3 separate regions of the Hordeum vulgare genome follow, and all the other regions are linked to region 1. Evidence: chromatin contacts called from public Hi-C data. All regions are on one chromosome and are shown on one strand. The core of a region is the stretch at or near the end of the contact, and the rest is flanking DNA. Distances in the headings are between cores, read along the strand shown. Region 1 has its middle 52 kb from the start of LOC123411035. Region 2 has its middle 9.4 kb from the start of LOC123411559. Region 3 holds the start of LOC123408839 (F-box protein FBW2).

The links. Hi-C and Micro-C count contacts between places; a contact is called where the count stands out from the background.
Region 2: a Hi-C map of leaf shows a contact between it and region 1, with 6 times the contacts expected there. The contact joins two enhancer-like sites. A contact is called at or near these places in 4 of 6 Hi-C or Micro-C datasets (leaf and seedling).
Region 3: a Hi-C map of seedling shows a contact between it and region 1, with 5 times the contacts expected there. The contact joins the promoter of LOC123408839 here to the enhancer-like site in region 1. A contact is called at or near these places in 2 of 6 Hi-C or Micro-C datasets (leaf and seedling).

The regions. Positions count from the first base shown.
Region 1 is chr7H:84,010,394-84,014,520 of MorexV3_pseudomolecules_assembly, forward strand. No RefSeq gene overlaps it. Among protein-coding and RNA genes, the nearest start is that of LOC123411035, 52 kb to the right of the region's middle. Within about 2 kb of position 1,273, at least 3 of the 3 cell types and tissues checked have open chromatin away from gene starts, as enhancers often do. A contact at or near this core is called in leaf and seedling, where this site is marked.
Region 2 is chr7H:84,584,106-84,587,947 of MorexV3_pseudomolecules_assembly, forward strand. No RefSeq gene overlaps it. Among protein-coding and RNA genes, the nearest start is that of LOC123411559, 9.4 kb to the right of the region's middle. Within about 2 kb of position 1,411, at least 2 of the 3 cell types and tissues checked have open chromatin away from gene starts, as enhancers often do. A contact at or near this core is called in leaf, where this site is marked.
Region 3 is chr7H:83,303,511-83,307,414 of MorexV3_pseudomolecules_assembly, forward strand. LOC123408839 (F-box protein FBW2) reads right to left here and starts at 2,479. Exons shown (of 3, transcript XM_045101881.1): 1 at 2,322-2,479; 2 at 882-1,235. The coding sequence starts at 1,192.

The DNA.
Region 1 (4,127 bases), core at 23-2,522:
TGGTCGAGGAACGAAAAACCCTTGTTCTAGAGAATGGTATATTCCGTTCACATTCCCCAATTAAACAACAATTGGTATGCAGAGCACATACCCACTCGAATGAATTTTTTTAAAATCCTAAATGTTTTTCTAATTTTGTGATACTTTTGAAAATTCACTACTTTTTTTCAAATTCATAATGCCTGTCAAAAAATCTCCATTTTTTCTATTTCATGAACTTTCTATATACTAATGGATTTATTCCAATTTCACAAATTATTTAAAATTCGTATATTTTCTTTCAAATTCGCAAACTTTATTTAAGTTTCTTGGATATTATCAAGTTAATGAAAATTTTCCAAATCCGATTTGGTTTATGATCCTATTTGTTTTGAATGTTCCATAGAAGATCAACCTTTTTTTTCCTAAGACAGCATACCAACAACAGAAAATGTCGTGCGGAAAAAAGTAAAGATCGGTCTGAGCGAGCGAGTGAGCGAGGCGAAGCAAGCGAGTCGAGCAGTTCAAGGCCTCAAGCAAGACAGGGCCGGCCCATGTGAGGGGTGCGTGAGCGCTGGTGGGCCAGTTCGCACCTAGTCAACACTCGAAATTGCTAATTAAAGGATACCCCACGCAAAGATCACTTCCAACTTTCTCTGGTGCTCAGTAGCGCTCCGCATTTGTTATAGTCGGCGCAATCTGGGACGTTTTCCTTTTTTTTGTATGTTCTTTTTCTCGCTCTTAAACCGTGCGTATAAATCATAAACTGTTTTTAGCATTGGATTTCTTGCCACAAGGCCTACGAAACAAGATCTCGTGTTAAAAGGTTTTGATGAAAAATTTCATAGAAAAACCAGGAAAAACGGTGGTCAAAACAAAGATGAAAACCAAAAAAAAGACTATAAAATAAATTAAAGAAAAGTAAATCAAAAGTTAAAAGGAAAATGGAGACCTAGAAGCACAGTTGCGATTTAATATCTTTTAGAAAGCACAAGCTCTGGCTCTCTCTTTTCCAGGAAGTAAATGCTATTGCTTTCTGATGGAAGCACAACCCATGCTTCTGGCGGGAGCACAATCCATACAAACAAATTCACGAACAATTATGGTATTTACAAAGTTTTTCATAATTCATGAAAGTTCGTTGTATTCACCTAAATTTTGTCGAATTTTAATAAAAATGATAAATGATAAAAAGAAACAAAAAAGAATGAAAAACAGGCACCCCGACTCTTGGACCGGTCCAAAGTGCACGATGGCTATATGTTTCCTATCCTCCCCTCACCATATGCGAGGGACCTCTTATTGGACGCTGGAAGCGCCAGTTAGTGCTACTAGCGCTCGCATGCGCATGTAGTGGCCGGCCCAGTCAACCTGCTGAAAAAACAAACGCAACGAAAAATTTACGGTGTTAATTTAGGCTAAGTGTGAATCTATCTCCGCACGCCAAAGTATACAGCTTCATGCCTTCACCTCTAGACCAGGCACAGTTTTGGTGATTACGACTAGAAAATAAACCTATTTGACACTGGTTTTAGTACGAACATTAACATATAGTAGTATTATATAACTACATAAATTAATTAATAAAGGAAATGAAAGTTTAGAAAATAATTCCTAATTTGATAAAGTTCACGATTTGACACAAAGTTCCTCGAAACTGAAAAAAAATCATTGAATTTAACTAAAGTTCATCGAAGTTGGAAGTTTCAATGGAATTGAAAAAAAACATAGGATCTGAAAACTTTTATTGGTTTTCAAAAAAGTTCATCCGAATCATCAAATTTTCATTGATTTTCAAAAAAAGTTCATCCAAAAATGGAAATTTTTCATAAAAATTTCAAAAAAATTCATCAAAAAGTGAAAAACAGATCATCAAATTCGGTGAAAAATATTCAAAAAATAAAAAACCGCTCATATAAGAAAAGAATGAAAGAAAAGTTAAAAGAACTAGGAGAAAGAAAAGAAAATGCACATAACGAACTGAAAAACGAATCTAAAGAGAAAAATAAAGATTCATTGCACAACTTTGTTAGTAGCCTGGTGGTTGTCATGTGCTCATGAAGGAAGTTGTGTGTTCGATTGATCGAATCGGTGTCAACATATTTTATTTTTGGGATTAAACACAGGAAGCAAAATCTCTAGTTAACAAAATACACGCTAACCGACGCCTGGGGTGTCAAATAGGATATGTCCATATGTGATGTCTAGAAGGTCCAAAGCGCGCCGACTATTTCTCTTTTATTGCGACTCATACCATATTCTCGCCTAAACCTCTCTCTGTGTTACATTACTAGGGCTGGCACATTTTTGCACGTGCATTCGGTCGCATGTTCGCGTTCTATTTTTCTTGACGGTTATTATCCACTTGTTTTTCTTGTTTTCTTTACTGATTTTCTGAGTTTTCACTGATATGTTTTCTTCCCTTTTCCATTTTACGTTGGTTCTTTTATTTCTTTCTTTGTTTTCTTCATTTTTCTCATTCACTTTGTTTCTATTTACTTTTTTGCATCCATTTTTCTTAGGTCTTCTCATATTCCTTTTCTTTTTCTCTTTAGTATTCTTCATTTTTCCTTTTTTTGGGGGGGGGGGGGGGGGTGGGGAGGGGGGTGGGGTTGACAAATGTCTACATTTTTCATACACAATGAAGCTTTTTTTCTACGTCATTATTATTACATGCTTGACGTTTTTTAATACCTGATTAACATGTTATTCTAATATATACATACATTTGAAGAAATTTTGGTATGTGTCCTAAATACGTTTTATACATGTTTATTACTTTTATTCACATCATAGCATTTTTGTCAAATATATGTTTTTGCCTATGATTTTTATACAGTTTTGACATGTTTCATCTAAATGATTAACACTGATTATAAAATATAATTTTTTATTCATATATTTTATACACATTATACATTTTATGTAAACATCTAAAACAGATTTTATATATTTGACATTTTTCATATACATGATTAAAAATGTTTTTTAAATACGTCTTTTGATATCTTCCTTTTTCATACAAATTGTAATTTTTTGGTACACATAAAAGACATTTTATAATACATAGCATTTTTTAAAAATATATGTTTTCCTCTCTGTTATTTCTGTACACGTTGTACATTTTAGGTATACTCTATTTATTTTATGTAGTTAAACATCTTTGTATAAATGATGAACATTTTTTTCAGATATATGTTTGGTTATCTCCTTTTTGTAAAGATCGTACACTTTTCTTACATTTTTATACATAGTTCGAATTCTTTTTTAATTACAAGAACAATTTTGTAAATACCATGTACATTTCTTGAAAATTCCATGTAATTGTTCTTGAAATGTCATGTACATGTTTTTCAAACTCGTAACATTTTTTCAATATAACAAGTATTTTTTTAAATCTATCAACATTTTTTAAAAGTTATGTTAACAACCCAATTTCACTGTATTGACATTTGCCAAATTTATTTTTAAAAATAAATCAGGTTTTCGAATATGTATATTGAAAATTTCTTCTAAAATCTACAGCTAGACCTACCAATAAATGAATAAAATATTCTTGGTCCGTCAAGCTATTATGCAATCAAAAAAACTAATATTCCTGTTGATCAACCAACAGTTTGGTTTTCAGCTAGATTTTTTACTTTTATAGAAAACCCCTTGATGTTTCTAGGAGTCAATCCGCTAGCCAGTTTTAAGTCGGATTTTTTATTTTGCGGAAAAACCAATGATATTAGGGTTCATTAATCAACCCACAATACATATCAACTGCTTTAAAAAATATCCATGTATTTTTACCCTTAATCCAATTTTTACATGTTATGTATGAATTTTTATTAAAAATATGTAGTATCTGAATATGATGTCATTTTCCTTGTTAAAAAATTTAAAAATGTTATTTAGGGTGCCACCTTAATCAATAGTTGATGATCTACATTTCTTGCACACCGGTGCCGATGCGGATTGATTACTAGAAATATCAAGGGGGTTTGGTATGAGATGAATTATCTATACCACGCATGCAAACCTCGTGAAAAGCTAAAAGAAAAAAAAGTTTTTCATCTTATGTCGAGTGAGAGACGCATTAGGATTGAAAATATACAAATATATAATTATGTGAGCACTGACACCACCGCTGGCAAGATGGGAAG
Region 2 (3,842 bases), core at 161-2,660, 570 kb after region 1:
CTTCAAATTTGACCAAGTTAAGAAGGAAAATACCGACATCCATAATATTAAATAAAAAATATGATAACTCATTTAACAATGAATCTAATCACAGCAATTTGATATTATGAATTTTGGTATAATTATTTACAAATTTAATCAAATTTTAAAAGTTTGGCATTATTAAAAAATTATACACATTGTATTTTGAAACAGAGTGATTAGGTTTTTTTTAATCTTATGACGCAGCGAAGCACGCCCAGTCCTTCTAGTAATTTATTGCTAAAGCTAAATTAACTTCAGGATATATACTTATGTATGGTTATATATTGTTTGTATAAAAAGTACGTGTATTGATTAATGAATTTGGGAAAAAATATTATGTCATTTTCAAATCTATGTCAATTTTGATTATTGCGGCATTTACCAAAACCATATAGAAATAATTTGGTATATACCGAAACAGAAATGTCTTCTAATCTCATACCATGTTTACTGAAGTATCAATACAATACAAACAAAAGAATGTATAAACCAAACGACATAAACGGAGTGCACCTAATTACCTTTAGTGGTTTTGAGAAGCTTCTATGGATTAGGTCGGACCGGTATTAGAAGTTTATGTTTTTTTTCTTTTTGTTTTCTGTATCGGTTTATTCATGCTTTGATTCTTTATGTTATTTTCTTCTTCATTTTTCAAAGACACATCATATTTTCTTAACGACGTTGAATATTTTCCATATACACATCGAACATTTTTAGAGGATTTTTTTGAATACAGGTTGAACATTCTTTTTTTAATACAAGTTGAACAATTATGAAATGAACATCCAACACTTGTTATGTACATCTGAGGAATTTTTAGAATACATTTTTTAGATATACATTGCAGATTTTGAAAATACACGGTGAACATTTTCCAAATACATGCTGAGAAATTTTTAGAATACATTTTTTACATAGACATTGAAGATTTTGAAAATACAGGGTGAACATTTTCTTAACGCATACTTTCTAAATCCATTATACTATCCATAAAATCCATTATACTTTTTAAAGCGTGTAAACATTTTTTAAGTGCTAGAACATTATTTAGAATGTCACGAGTATTTTGGTGAAATTTACAAGTAATTTTCTAAAATTATATGATTTTTTTAATCTTGAGATCCTACTAACATATTTCTAAAGCACGTGAATACTTTACAAAATAAGTGAAGTCGGTTTTGAATGATATGAACACCTTTTACAAACTGTATAATTGTTTTTACATTTCTAAAAATGACAATAATACATTTGAAAACAAGAAAGAACGAAAAGCAACGAATTAAACTAAAATCGAAAGAAACAAGAAACACCAAATGGAATGACGGCTACTGTGGTGGTCCACTATCGAATCTATTTTATGCGAGCCGTACTTCGGTAAAAACCTCATTAGCAGATCTGTGCAAAGCGGTGCCGGGCCTTCGCACAGAGCTGCAGGGAATGGGCTGGCGGGATGCAGCTTCCCGGTTTTCGAAACCTGTTCCAGACGGTTTTAAAAAAAAATTGAAGGTTTTCTTGACCGGTTTTTCCTTTTTTCTTTTTCTTTATTCTTTTCTGCTTCTGTTTCAAAATTTGTGCTTAAGATTTTAATTTGTTTTCAGTTTCAAAATTTGTTCTTTAGATTCAAATTTTTTCTCGGTTTAAAAATATGTTCTTAAGGTTCAAAAAATGTTCGAGCATTAGAAAATTATTCGTGCTTCTAAATATGTTCAGTTTTTCTTTCAATAGTTTTCTCCGTTTCAAACTTTTGTTATCAACACTAAAAAAATGTTCGTGCTTTAATTTTTTTCGCATTTTTCAATTTTTCAGGAATTTTCAAAATTATTCTCGATTTCAAAACTTATTCTCAGAATTCAAAAATTGTACATGTTTTAAAAAATTGTCCGCGTTTCCAAATTTGTTCAAGGTTTTTTTAAATTGCTCTTGCTTTCAAGATTTATTCTCAAAATTCAGAAAATGTTCATGCTTCAAAATTTTGTTCACGCTTTCAATTTTGTTCGGGGTTTTTCAAAATTGTTTTCCGTTTCAAAATTTTGGTCTCAAGATTCAAAAAATGTTCGTGCTTTCGAATTTGTTCACGATTTTTCCAAATTGATCTCAGTTTCATAATTTGTTCTCAAAATTGAAAAAATGTTCATGCTTTAAATATTCACGTTTTTAATTTTTTTTTGGTTCTTTCAAAATTGTTCCCCTTTTCAAAATTTTGATCTCAAGATTCAAAAAATGATCGTGCTTTAGAGACTTGTTCGCGCTTCCAAATTTGTTCAGGATTTTTCAAAATTGTTCTCGGTTTCAAAATTTGTTCTCAAAATTGAAAAAATGGTCATGCTTTGTATATTTGTTCACGCTTTTAAATTTATTCGGGGTTTTTCAAAATTGTTCTCCTTTTCAAATTTTGTTCTTAAGATTTAAAAAATGTTCCAATTTGGGCGTTCGAGTTGGGTCGAGCCCTTGTTGCAGCTCGTCCCTGCCACAACGAGTGGCAGGTAGGAGGTTCCGTACTTCGGTCCCTGCTATTGGGAGCTCCTATACGATGCATAATGCCTCTTACTGAAGTCGTCACCTGCAGCCTACAGGGACCAGCGAGTGAGCGACTGAGTGGGCCGCCGTCCATTTATTCCGCCAACAGATTCCTATTTTGGGGACCTTCTAAGATTTCAAGTCAGTTTTTATGGGTTTTGTAAAGCTTCTAGAGGATTTCCTGAACCAAATTTTCTTCTGGGGTTTCTATTTCTTTTCCTTTTTTCATTTCTTGTTTCTGTTTAATTTTTTTCTTTCTATTTCACTTATTTTTTTCGATAGTTTTATTTATAAATAAATGAAATGTTTTTCAAATATGTTTGTATTTTCTGAAACCTCGTTCAGATTTAAAAAATGTTCAAGATTTAATTTTTCTCAAACTAGAAATATGTTATCATATCTGAAATTCGTTCATATTTTCTGATTTGTTTTGAGAAACTAAAAAAATATCCGTTCTTTAAAAATTATAGTATTCTTTTCTAAATGGTCGTGTTTTAAATAACTGTTAATAAATTCAAATAATTTTCACATTTTGAAATATTTGACTTGGGCTTTTAGAAAATGTTTTTATTTTTCAAAAAAAATATGAAGTTCTATTTTCAGAATTTTTGGAATAATGAGCATGATTTCAAAGAAATGTTCCTGTTTTCATAAACTGTCCACAAATAAAAACCTTATTATTTCCATATTTTTGTTCACATATTAAAAAAATTGTTCCCGTTTTTTAATATCTTAACCAATTTTAAAAAAATACATGAAGGTGTTAAAAATAGTTTTGGTTTAATTATTTTGTTCACCTATATAGAAAAAGTTTGCATTTCAAAGCGTGTTCAAACAAATTATGAAATTCTGAACAAATTTTAAACCACAAATATACTTAGAATTTCTCAACAAATATTTTGAAAATGGAACATTTCATGAAATAACGAAAAAATGACAGCAGGGACATTTTCCGTAATTGTGAACAAAAATATTAAAATGGAACTTCATAAAATAAATAACAAAAAATAGACAGTACAAACGTTTTTTGATATTCAAACACGGGCATTTTTATAATTTCAGAACAAATTTCCAGCCACGAATAGTTTTTTTGCAATTCCAGGATTTTTTTATAATATGGACATTTTCTAAATTTGTAATAAATCAACATTATCTGAAATTACTGTACATTTTTTATTTTTGAGCATATTTTAGAAAGTGGAACATTTTTAAGCTCTACAAATAATTTCCAAAACACGAACAATTTTTGAAAGATGAACATTTTTTAAACTCCCGAACAAAATTTAGAAACGCGAACAACG
Region 3 (3,904 bases), core at 1,229-3,728, 710 kb before region 1:
CTGTGGAGTTGGGGGATGGTTGGTGATACCATTTTGAACATGTTCTTCTGCACTGCACACATGTTCTTCTGCACTACACACATGTGCAGGATATAACACCATGCTCGCAGCATTCATCACTATCAGAAAACACATTGAGCCCAAGGAGTATTATTGTGCTAGCAACTTGACACCACCACCTATAACCCTGTATTTATGGATTGATGCACGGGAATGATACTACTCCATTTGCATCTGTGCAACTGAATTAATAGTTTACGAGAATTCAGCAATAATAGAGCGGACCTTATTGTGTAAAGACAAATACAGCAGCAAGGCAGGTAAATTTGGAATCAATTACATAAGGTAATTGTTTATATTCATTAGCACATGATTCTCTAATGAATAGACGTATTAGCATTCATGCCTTGCAGCATTTCTTAGAGATTTGGGCCCTCGATCGTTCGATCATGTCATCCATCCGATCTCCGTCTTCCATTTTCTTACCGCATGCACTAAAACCCTACACATACACCCTGCGCCCTTTCGTCTACCGTGGACACCACTCTCTTACTTCCCGCCCCACCTCTCCGTCGACCTCACCCTTCTCCTCCCTAACCGCCTTAGTGATGCAACTCCTATAATGCAATCACAAAGCCATGATATTTCACCTGCCACTATACCTTGTGGCAACCTAAACCATATTTTGCACAAGAGCCTTCCTGCATTATGCAAGGATGCTGTCGAATCTGAACAAGCACTACAGCAACATGCACATTCCCACCAGCTAATGGTTCACAACTAATAAAACTAATATACCGTTCCCATCTAGGTTATCAAATCTTATCAGAGCAAAGCATCATCAAACATAAAAATGATTTCGACAGAAGGACACTACTTACTGGTTTGCGATGAAGGTGAACAACGAGTCGCTTGGAAGCCCGGACACGCTAATGCGGCGGAACGAGCCATCGCTGCGAGTGACGAGCGTATGAACCATGCGGGCGAGCTGGTCAGGCTTGTTCTGCTGCTGGCTCCACTCCTGGATGTCGATCTCCTGCCAGCAGTAGGGACCTGAGACCACCCGGCTCCAGGATTTGCAAACCCGGGGAACCACGGTGAGCATCTCCTGAAGGGAGAGGTTGCGGAAGATGAGCCCCAGGGCATCTGGCAATAGGTCCTCCCAACATCTCTGCTCACCGTGCTCTTCCATCCCTGATCCTTCCAGGACTGATCATGCAAGTTGTATGATCCACCTGTTTCAGGAACAATCATACATGAATCTCCGATAAAATCTCCTTAGTTCACATAGTTGAAGGCTTGAAGCAGCACATTCAGAATTTCGAGGTGACTCACATTAACAGTACGAATGTGCTTTCCTATGGTATGAAAAAAAAAATCCAGATAACCAACATTTATTTCGAGATAATAAATTGCCAATATGGCAAGACCACCATAAAGGAGCAGCTACCAAGGTACAGGAAAAATAAAACCCAGCGATGACGATAAAATTCCCAGAGGGAAAAAAACACACCAGGACGAACACAACTGCAAAGCTTCCCCTGAGCTGCGAAGAGAGAGGTCGCACGCTGCAACTTCAACAGAACTACAGGAAGAAATGAGGTCGAACCGAGGGGAGATGGCCGGGAGAAGGGGAGGAAAGATGAGCTTTCTTTTACCAGTCCAAGAAGCAGGCCAGATATGGCAGAGCGCCTAGAGCAGCGCACGCGGGCGCTAAAAATAGCACCCCCTCTTGGCGCAAAGCGGGCCGGTCACTGGTAGCGAGGACCCAAATCAGGAAACCTATCCATCCAAGAACCAAACGCTGCTGCTAGAGCAGCAGCAAGATGCGAGCACCAACCAAAAGCCAGCCCAGCCAAGGAATTAAGCTTTGTTAAGCATCGCCTCACTCGCACTCACACCAACCAGCGAGTGCCAGGAGCGAGGAGAGGACGCCGCGCGCAGATCTAAAGCAGCGCCCTTCGCCAGGGAACGAGGAATTCGAGAAAGCGTGGCGCGCGGCAACTGGCGGCGCCAACCTATATACTACGCCGGCCTACGCTGGTGGCCTCTGGACGCGCGCTCGCGAGAAAGAGCGCAAAAGCTCGGCCGGCCTTTCCCGTCCATGATTTCTTTTGTTCTTTCGCGAAAGGAGAAGGGAGGCGAATAAGAATAAGATGGAGAGAGACCCGTCTTTTTCTTTCGCCCCTCCCCGCCTTGGCGAGGATTCGCTCGCGGGATGGCCGGGAGGGGGAATGAACAACGTTGACGCCGTGGGGAGGGGGGTGACGGGCCGGCTCGTGGCGGCGGCGGGGTGGCTGGACGGGAGGGAGGAGGCTTACCGGGCCGCGGCGGAGGTGGTGGCGGTGGCGGTGGCGACGCTCCTTGGATCTGTGGAGGGCGTCTCGGTAGGGAAGGAGGAGGGGTGTGGGGTGGGGAGGGAGACAGAGTTGAGTGTAACAGTGGAGGGGTGAGGTGGTCGGCGAGAGGACCGGAAAGTCTTTCTCCTTTTGTTGCGCGCGCGTGCCTTTTGCGGTGCAGCGGGGATGGAAAACGCGGCCGGGCTGGAGCGGTTCTGAAGCTGAAAACGTGACGCGACCGCAGGTGTTCTAACTTAAAACGTGATGCGCTCAAACGAAGGGGCCATGGATCGAGCGAGCGAGTCATGATTTTGTTGACGAGATTGCTGACGTTGACGCAGGATTTATCTGTGATGCTGCGGTGTGTGTGGGGTAGATTTTTTATTCCAGATTCAATGATACTCCCTCAGTTTCTAAATACTCTTAAGTCTTCATATTTTTTTATATAGACTACATACGAAACAAATTGAGTGAATTTATGCTTTAAAATATGTCTATATGCATCCGTATGTACTCCCTCTGCAAAGTAAGGGCTAGGTGCAACTGAATAGGCAATCAGCAGAATGTCTTATAAAGCGGACGTCTGGGTTTTGGAAAGTGTCGTTAAACCACAACTTTAGCTCGCGGGTTCGGTTGCTCTTATATTAGTTTACAAAGAAAGTATTTCGTAGTGAAATATCAAAAAAAAAATATTTAAAAACAAAGAAAGTACATGACAGATGTGTTCTAAATTAATGTGGGATCAAAGTGCTATTATGTTTCTATGGCTTTTTGTGTTTGCATAAAGGCTTTCTAGATATGTTTTTGTTCCTCCAAATTTTAACTATTACTTTCCTAAGTAGGAGTAGATATGTTTTCCTAATGTCATGCTAGTAATATTCGTCAATACAACTGTCCACCTTGATGCGATTTTTTGATTTAAAAACACTCGAGACCTTTACTCGTCTTAGGGCCCAACGTTATGTCACGTTCAGTAGTTGTTCGTCATGCGAACAATTAGAGAAATGTTCGTGTTGACAAAGAAGTGAAATTCAATGCTAACATCAAAGGAGACAAAACAGAAAATATCTACATATCTATGCTCCTAGCAAATTATAGTAAAATAAAGTAAATATGATTGCAAATTTCTAAACGACGTTTGACATAAAAGAATTTCAAATTTCAACCATCACTTCCCTAACTAGGTTTGTTTACAACCATGCCCCCCACCCTACTACCGCTCCCTTCCCGCGGTTTTCGGGTTTGAAAATGATTGGGCACTTGTGGCCCAACAATCCAATGACCTAGGATTTGGCCCATCATCATTCAAACAGTGTGCTTGCTTTAGCCATCGCCATCAAGCGGTCGTGCTTTGCATTCAAAATATGGCAACATCCCATCTCCTCGCATGCAATACACCAATACGAGGAAATAAGGTTCCTATCCAATTAGGGTCTTAGATGCGCTGTCATCTAAATCCTCGAGTGAACAGTTGAATAAATGTTCTCTATTGAAAAAAAGGATTCACGGTTGCCATTGAAAGAGACAAAAACACAAGATGCTTTCATGCATATGGTTCTCGCAAA